Linked DNA regions of Capsicum annuum: regions 1 and 3 are each linked to region 2. Evidence: chromatin contacts called from public Hi-C data. All regions are on one chromosome and are shown on one strand. The core of a region is the stretch at or near the end of the contact, and the rest is flanking DNA. Distances in the headings are between cores, read along the strand shown. Region 1 has its middle 63 kb from the start of LOC124887326. Region 2 holds the start of LOC107842775 (protein ENHANCED PSEUDOMONAS SUSCEPTIBILITY 1). Region 3 has its middle 43 kb from the start of LOC124887075.

Region 1 (2,768 bases), core at 29-2,528, 780 kb after region 2:
AATTTATTGGGACTTTTGAGATACCTATTCAAGAGAATATCTGCCCTTTTATATAGGCATAATTTAGGGTTTGGATAGAGTAGCCTCCAAGCTAAATTTAGAGTAAAGTAGTATTCAAGAACTCTAACAGAAATTGAATTCTTTAGAATCCATAAAATTTTGATGTCTACACTCTTATTTAACACAAAGGAATAAATAGTGTAAAATTCTTTCATATAATCAATGGGTAGAGTGAGGATATTATGTGGGTAGATGACTGAGATAAATTAATTTTACATGAGTTATAAAAAGCTAATGACCACGAGAGTATCCTAAGCTGATTAGAGAGAAAAGTAAGTCACTTTGTATAATCCCTCAAATCATCATGGACTTTTGTTTGGAAGATGAATAAAATGTACTTTGTTGTATAAAAAAGATGATCATGAGAGTTACAATAATGACATATGAGTTACAAGAATTAGTGATCATGAGAGTTACAAAAACTAGTAGTCACCTTATATTATAATTTATACCTACTAATATATGCCTAAAATATTTTAATTTCTAATACAAAAATGAATAATAACACCAATAATTTTTTAAATGAGCGTGTCAAATCTAATGTGAGTAATGAAAATGAACAGAGGACTCATGAGCTAATATAATCTAACTCAAATTGGACTGATATCATGAGGAGAGCAAAACATACAAGATCCATGGCTATTAATTGAATTTGCTTCTTCAATTCAGCTGCTCTTAATTAACTTCCATGGTACCACTTAATTTTTTCCACAGATACACTCTTCACACGTTATTAATTAATGATTAGGACGAAGGCAAATGACCTCGTTGTCATCAGCATTATTAATAATCATCATAGCTAGACTCAATTATTCCTCTAAGAATGACTCAACTCCACAAATTCCTTGGATTTTTTGTTAATCACGCAGTCAAATTAGAGGCTTTTCATTATGCATGCTAATATCTTTAATTTCCTCTGTGAGTCCAAAACAAACTCTTCAAGGGGTTGGATAGATTTGTTATTATTGAATGTGTAATGGTAACTCCTTAAATTTGTCAGTAAGTTTTTTTACACTAAAAATGATTCAATTGAATTAGCATCTGAGGTCAAGAACGCACACGTTAAATCTAAACGCACACATTAAATGTAACACTGTTTACATCCATAATTACCTGGGGATTGATTGTTTATGTAATGAAAGATGAGGCATAAAACCTAAGAAAAATAAAGTAAAATAATGATACCAAACAAATCAGCATAGCAAGTTCCTAATTAAAAGGCATCCACTAGTGAGGGTGCTTTCCACGAGATCAAGGATGCACAGATAAGAGCAAAGAAAAAACACAGCTTAAAGAGCACGCCAGAAGGTTGTACTGTATTGTCAGGTTTGATTCTAGGCCATTTACAAATAAGAGAGGATCCCTTGTTACATGGTACGATGGGTGAATAGTAACACTATAGAATAGGTTTCTTTAAGAGGTTTCTTTAAGAGGTACTTATAGTACTACAACCAAAAATATACTCCCTTCGTTTCATAATAAATGAATTGTTAAATTTTGGCACACATATTAAGGAAAAAACATTAAAAATATAAATTTAACACAACTTTCCATTTTTACCCTCAAAAAAGAAAAAGTTGACCTTGTAATACCTTTTTAAAAGTTAATTGGTTGGCAACTCATAAGGGCAAATTTGGAAAAAAATTCAATAATTCACTTATTTTGAAATATCAATAAATACCTCAACAATTCACTTGTTCCGAAATGAAGGGAGTGTCATGTTAGCTGTCCTATCCATTGTATGTGCCAACCAGTATTTTCTATAGGGGTAGTGTAATATTGTTTACACCTTTGATGGATTCTGAAATCTTTGTCTCATGTCCTTTTCTACACATCATTCTAGTTCCTCAGAGACATTTCATAAGTAAGAGGCGTCCTCTTTGAGATACCACTAAACTGATGTGCATCGGGGTACCTATCTAGTGAAAGGTCCTGTCACGATCCAAACCTGGGCCTAATGGTGACGGGTATCTCAAGTCCATCACAGACCGAAGACCGCCCCTTAACCAACCTCAAGAGCACAATAATAATAATAATAAAAACAATGCAAAATCCAACGAAATAAAAATAAGAAGATGAATGAAAGACTCAATGAAACTAAGAGTCAAAACAATAACCAACCAACCCACATCTGTCCATAATAGTCACTAAAATCAGAATACCAAATAGGTCGGGACATACCCCCGATTATGACCAAAAGAATCCAAAAGTACTGAGTCAGAATAAAAAAGTATGAAAATGATAAAGTCTTTCAAATGATGGAGGCTCACCACTTCATAGCTACTCGACGAATGTGCTAATCCACCTAACGCTGCACAGGGGTAAACGAAGTATCTTTAGACCTTACATTATAAAATAATTTAGCGTCCTAGGATGGTCAATGGGATAAGCACTGGCATGTAACTTAGGATAGGGATAAAATAATGTCATGTCCAAAATCAAACTAAAATACATGCACACATTGTGTGTGTGTATATATAAGGGAACAAGGTTTAAGCATGAGATTCAGAATTATTAACCTAGACTGTGTAGCTCTAACCGTCCTAAGGGCACCCACGGGTTATATAAGTTTAACTACCCCTGCTGAAAGAGCTCTAGTGCGTGTTAGCCGCACGAACTGGAGAAATTCGAGGAAGGACCAAAGCCACCGAGGCTCCAACCATTCCCAGAAATATATATAATGTGTAAACAATGCACACGGTCATAAA
Region 2 (2,700 bases), core at 29-2,528:
TCCATCAAAATTACCAAGAGGAAATAACCTAGGATTACTTTCCCAATCCTTCACACCACGGCGCACAGTGAAATCACCATGCGCCACTACATTTTGATGTAGCTGATTCGCGCTCCAATATAAGTCGTTAGATAACAGCTCCTTAACATAAGCAACGGTCGGGATACTTTGAATGGCGTTCCCAAAATACAGTGGCTCCATCTTTTGCTCCAGCCGATGGCGACAATTAACCGCCATCCTAAACGTCGTCGTTTTGTTCCCGTCCAATTTCCTAGCCCGTGTCACCGATCTCCATAATTGACCACTCAATGACTGAAATGACGAAATCTCCGAAGCCGTAGCCGAGCCGTTTTTCAAAGCCGGCTCGTCATTAACTGGTGTTATCTTTCCGTTAACCTTACCGTTAACAGCCGTTCTATTTGCCCTATACTTCAGTTTCAATATGGCTTCACGGCTGAAATGGAAGATCTTTTCACGGATCGGCTCGTCGCCGGAGAAAGTAGCCGACGGTCCACCGTCCGGGAACTTCAACACCGCCGGTGAATCAAACACCGTCTTACGGTTAAAACTCGGCTGCCTACTAATCTTCTTCTCGCCTTTTGAAAATTCAGCAAAAGTATTGAAGAAATTCCAAAAGGAAGTACCATCAACGACGGCGTGATTCATCGTACATCCGATGAATACACCATCATTTAGTTCAGTAACTTGAATAGCCATTAAGGGTTTATTATGCCCAGCATAACTCAAAGTACTATCAAATTGGAAGAACTTTCGAAAATAAATCGGAATATCTGCTTGATTTTGTGGAACAAGTGTTGAGAGATTGAGGTGGGGTGCTTTTGCATGTACAAAATCTACACCAGCATCGTTACAAACGATGTAAACGTACCCCTGAGAGTCCGTAATTAAACGGCCTGCGAGGGGAGGGAAATGGGCTAAGGTTTTGGCAAGGGAAATTTCGAGATGAGAAATGAGAGAAATAGAGGATTCGAAAGGAGATTGGGTCAATAAAACGCCTTTCTGAATATACTGACATGATAACATAGGAAGATCAGAGACGGAGAGTTTTAAAGTGTTGTTAAGTGATTGATGATCGTTGGGGTAAATAGTGGATTTAGAAACGATAAATAGTGAAGAAGAAGGCATAGTTGCAAGGAAGATGGGATATGGGAGTTGAGAAATGGAAAATGGGGATGGGGATGGGGAAAGAAGTAAGACAGTTGGAAGGTATTTATAGAGGTTAGGAGTTACGAGGGTGGCTCGGTTCATGCACTTTGGTGGTTAGTGACTTAATTTGACCCTTACACCTTTTTCTATCTTCTCTTTATTTTATTGTTTTAATAATTACTCCCTTCGTTTTAAATAATTGTTCTTCTTAACTTGATTTAAAAAATATATATATATATTTATTAAAAGCTTATTTTAATATCTATTAATCTGATAATTATATTTAAAAATATAAATTTGAATATATACATTTTATGCAGTCATTTAGTGATATGATTAATACTATTTGAAAAACATAATAAAACTCTCTTGATTTTACAAAAAGAATTCAGCTAAATTAAACAAACATTTTTAGCAAAAAGCCCAACTAAAATGAAATAGAGAAAATATTTGATATCAGAAGTTCATAGTAAATCAATTTAGATTCATATAACATAGAATAAAAGGAAAAATGCTTCCTAATAAAGTTTCTTCATTCCTTAAAGCTTTATCCAAAAACTTCTCAAGTTTATGTTACGCTTATGCCAACTCTGATCGAGATAATTCTGTACTATACTTCAAGGAGGAATTTTAGGACATCTTTGAAGTAATGTGCTAGATGTCGTTGTTGTCCAGTAACTCTAATCAAGTTAGATTCATAACGAATATAGATAAATAAAAGAGGTTTCTTCAATTCTTGAAGTTACAACCCGTATCCTTTTTATTAAGGTTACAGGTTCACTCAAAAATTTTTACTCAGATATATATATATATATATTAAGAAATTCACTAAATATTTATAAATATTTAATTATAAACACAATTATATTACCACTACTCAAATACAATAACTAGTGATGGACAAACTCTATAGATTAACAACAAAATTCATCGCTAATCCTAGTTAGCAATGGATTATCAGAATCCTATTTGCTACGAGCAATTTTAGCTAATTTTCTTTTTTTGTTTATAGTTTATTGTTAGTTTTAACTTGAGTTTAATATAAAAATTCATAAATTTCATTTTAATTTTCCTAACAAAGGAATCTCGACCAACTTCCACACTCTTTGATTGTCCTTTGTCTACTTTCTCCCACGTATTGTATTGATATTGAATCATTGATGATGAGTACAGAGTACAGAGTACAGTGAATGATGGAAGTGAGTAGTTGGACATAGTTGTGGTGCTTACATAGTTTGTACAATCACACAAGTAGGGAAATTAGTGCCAGACATACACTTTTGTACATAGAACTTTTCACAAAGAATGGGTTTTCTGTTACACTGATGACTGGCCCATCCCATATTAGGTGGTCAAGGTTGTTCCAGACTCCAGTTCCATGTAGTTTCATCATGTGGTCTATGCTGACACAATTTGCTCTTTACCTGGTTCAAAATTTTATGTCCACGGGGGTTGTTTGGTTAGGGAAAGAATTATGAGATAATTTATCTCAGATTTATTCGTTATTTTATTAGGTATATGAGATAATTTATC
Region 3 (2,700 bases), core at 67-2,566, 680 kb after region 2:
CCTAAAATCTCTCCCTTTTTTTTTAAACTATTGATACATATATAAATTTATTAGTTATTCATACATGTTTAATTTTTTAATGGTGATTCATATGAATGATAAATATGATATCATTATATGGGTATTATGGTGATTCATACGATAGATACATTTTGTATGATTTTAACGGGTGATACATATGATATTAATGAGTGATACATATTGTATTATGGTAATTCATATGGTCGATACAATTATTTATTTCAATTATTGGGTGATTCATATATATGGTATTTTGGTGATTCATATGGTAGATACAATTATTTATTTCAATGATTGGGTGATTCATATATATGATATTATGGTGATTCATATGGTAGATACAATTATTTATTTCAATTATTGGGTGATTCACATGATATTAATGGGTGATATATATGGTATTATGGGCGATTCATATGTTATTAATGAAAGGTAATGGTGTAGTCAGTGTAGGAAACAAAAGTAAAAATATTTAAAACAAAAAGACTAAAAGCAGAATTGAAACATAATTAAAATTAAATCTAAAAAAGCAGACTAAAATTAAAGACGAAAAAAAAAGACAAAAAATTATTTTTTTCATACTTAAAGACGAAAAAAGAGAAACATAATTAAAACACTTAAATTAAATCTAAAAAAAGAGAAAAATTAGACATCTTTCCTTAAATAAAAGAATACAATGAATAAAAGAGAATCTATTATTTCCTTAAATAAATATTTTGTTAGTTTCAAATGCATCACTTTTTTATATATATCACCATATAACATATGTATCATATTTCAAAAAATCGGGATAAAATGTAATTAACAAAATAATCAGAATTTTATGTAATATCACTTAAAGATTCAGGGATTTATGTAAATTAGTACTATTCATTTTCCAACTTTTAGATTACTTAACAATTAGGTATGATATAATAATTACTGTTTTATTTACTTATTAAGAGTGTGTCAAGTCAAATATGAATAAATAAAAATAAACGAGAGTAAAACATAATATAATTAACTAGGTGTGAGAAGTATCTAGGATTTGTTTGGTATGTGGGATAAAAATAATAATCTCAAGACAAAATTTGAGATTAATTTTGTTTTTTATTTAGTACGAGGTATTAGCTAATCTCGAGATTATTTTATCATGTTATTTATACTAAAATAATATAATTACTATCGCATTATATAAAAAATAGAATAAGGTAGTTTCATATAATATGACAATACATGAAATATCCATGTTTATTCCACCCTGCACACCAAACTGACCACTGAAGACTCGTAACATTGTGGAGTGCTGTGACCTTCTGTGGACTACACTGTCCTCTTGAAGACTCTAAATATTCTGATAGTTCAATGACAATTTGACAGTAATAGGAGCAATCCGCCAATTAAAAATATCCAACTCCCATTGTCTTCTTGCAATTTTCTCACTTTCCTATCTAAAAAGTGGTCAAAAATAAATAAATAAATAAAAATAATTAGAGACATAAAATGTGCAAGTTGTGTTACAAACGTGATTAAATAAAAGTCAATACTCCAATAGTTCATGAGAATTATACCCATGAATAATCACTAGCATTGACTATGTTTATTATCCTAGCATGCCAAAGAATATAAAATGTGTTACTATTAGCGTTTGGCAACTATGACATTTCAAAAATAAAATCAAGTAGTGGGTGCTGATAAATTAGTACTTATCCAAGTCTATATATAATAATGTGCTTGCAATTCATCATCTCTTAGCAAAAGTGTGGAAATGACTACCCCATTGTCTTCTACCAACTAGAAACAAACATCTATTTAACATGGATTTTTGTTGCCATCCCATTTGGAATTGTCGGATTGTCAACAAGTTCAATTATTTTAGCTTTCAAAACTTCATTCCCGAATTGAGAATTTTAAATTTATAGATATAAATTATTAATTATGTCACTTATTGTCAGAAGCGTACATGAAATTTGTAGAAGCAATATCGGCTCATTCATGCAATTCATCTTGTATGACATGGATTTAGTTTTGGAATTATAGTGATTTTCCAGGGTTTTTGTGAAGTGATGTTGGATGACAAACCTTAGCAAAACATCCATTATTTGAATTAGTGTATATTATAGGAAAAATGGTCTGCTTTCTCCCTAAATTATCCACGAAAATTATCGAGACGCACCCAAACTTTACTCTCCTGGACTAATTAAAATCGTATTTTTAGCAATCTTAGTGCTTACGTGGCACATCAGTGAATCAACACACTGAAGGTCCACATAGGCACACGTATAATACGTTACTTGCTTTTTAAATTTTTCAAAAAAATTCTATCATTTTCACAATAATTGATTTGTTTGCCAGGCTTGCCTTAAGTGGATGGGCCAATTTGTTTGTTTTGATATTAGGCAAGTGCACCCTTCTATGCACAACAGTTTCACCGAGACGTGGCCAATTTTTGAACATATAAGAGTGGTAGCTCAATCCATGGCATTTAAGGCTATTTCCTATGAATGAAAACTATGATCTATATCCATTTGATACTACTTGGTGGAGCTAGGTGTGCAAGGTGTTCATCCGAACTTTTTCTTCAAAAATGTTTATATACTGGATAACATCTCAAATTCTTATTTTGAAGTGGCTACTGCTCAATCGCATATAAAATTGGAGTCACAAAATGCGACCTATCAGGATGTGGCTTAATGATCG

What was found. A called contact is a pair of places that touch in the nucleus more often than the background predicts.
Region 1: a Hi-C map of bud shows a contact between it and region 2, with 7 times the contacts expected there. The contact joins the enhancer-like site here to the promoter of LOC107842775 in region 2. A contact is called at or near these places in 2 of 5 Hi-C or Micro-C datasets (bud and leaf).
Region 3: a Hi-C map of placenta shows a contact between it and region 2, with 3 times the contacts expected there. The contact joins the enhancer-like site here to the promoter of LOC107842775 in region 2. A contact is called at or near these places in 2 of 5 Hi-C or Micro-C datasets (leaf and placenta).

What each region holds. Positions count from the first base shown.
Region 1 is chr9:57,570,496-57,573,263 of UCD10Xv1.1, reverse strand. No RefSeq gene overlaps it. Among protein-coding and RNA genes, the nearest start is that of LOC124887326, 63 kb to the right of the region's middle. Within about 2 kb of position 1,278, at least 1 of the 5 cell types and tissues checked has an H3K27ac peak or open chromatin away from gene starts, as enhancers often do. A contact at or near this core is called in bud, where this site is marked.
Region 2 is chr9:58,352,585-58,355,284 of UCD10Xv1.1, reverse strand. LOC107842775 (protein ENHANCED PSEUDOMONAS SUSCEPTIBILITY 1) reads right to left here and starts at 1,278. Exons shown (of 1, transcript XM_016686799.2): 1 at 1-1,278. The coding sequence starts at 1,269.
Region 3 is chr9:57,676,072-57,678,771 of UCD10Xv1.1, reverse strand. No RefSeq gene overlaps it. Among protein-coding and RNA genes, the nearest start is that of LOC124887075, 43 kb to the left of the region's middle. Within about 2 kb of position 1,316, at least 3 of the 5 cell types and tissues checked have an H3K27ac peak or open chromatin away from gene starts, as enhancers often do. A contact at or near this core is called in leaf, where this site is marked.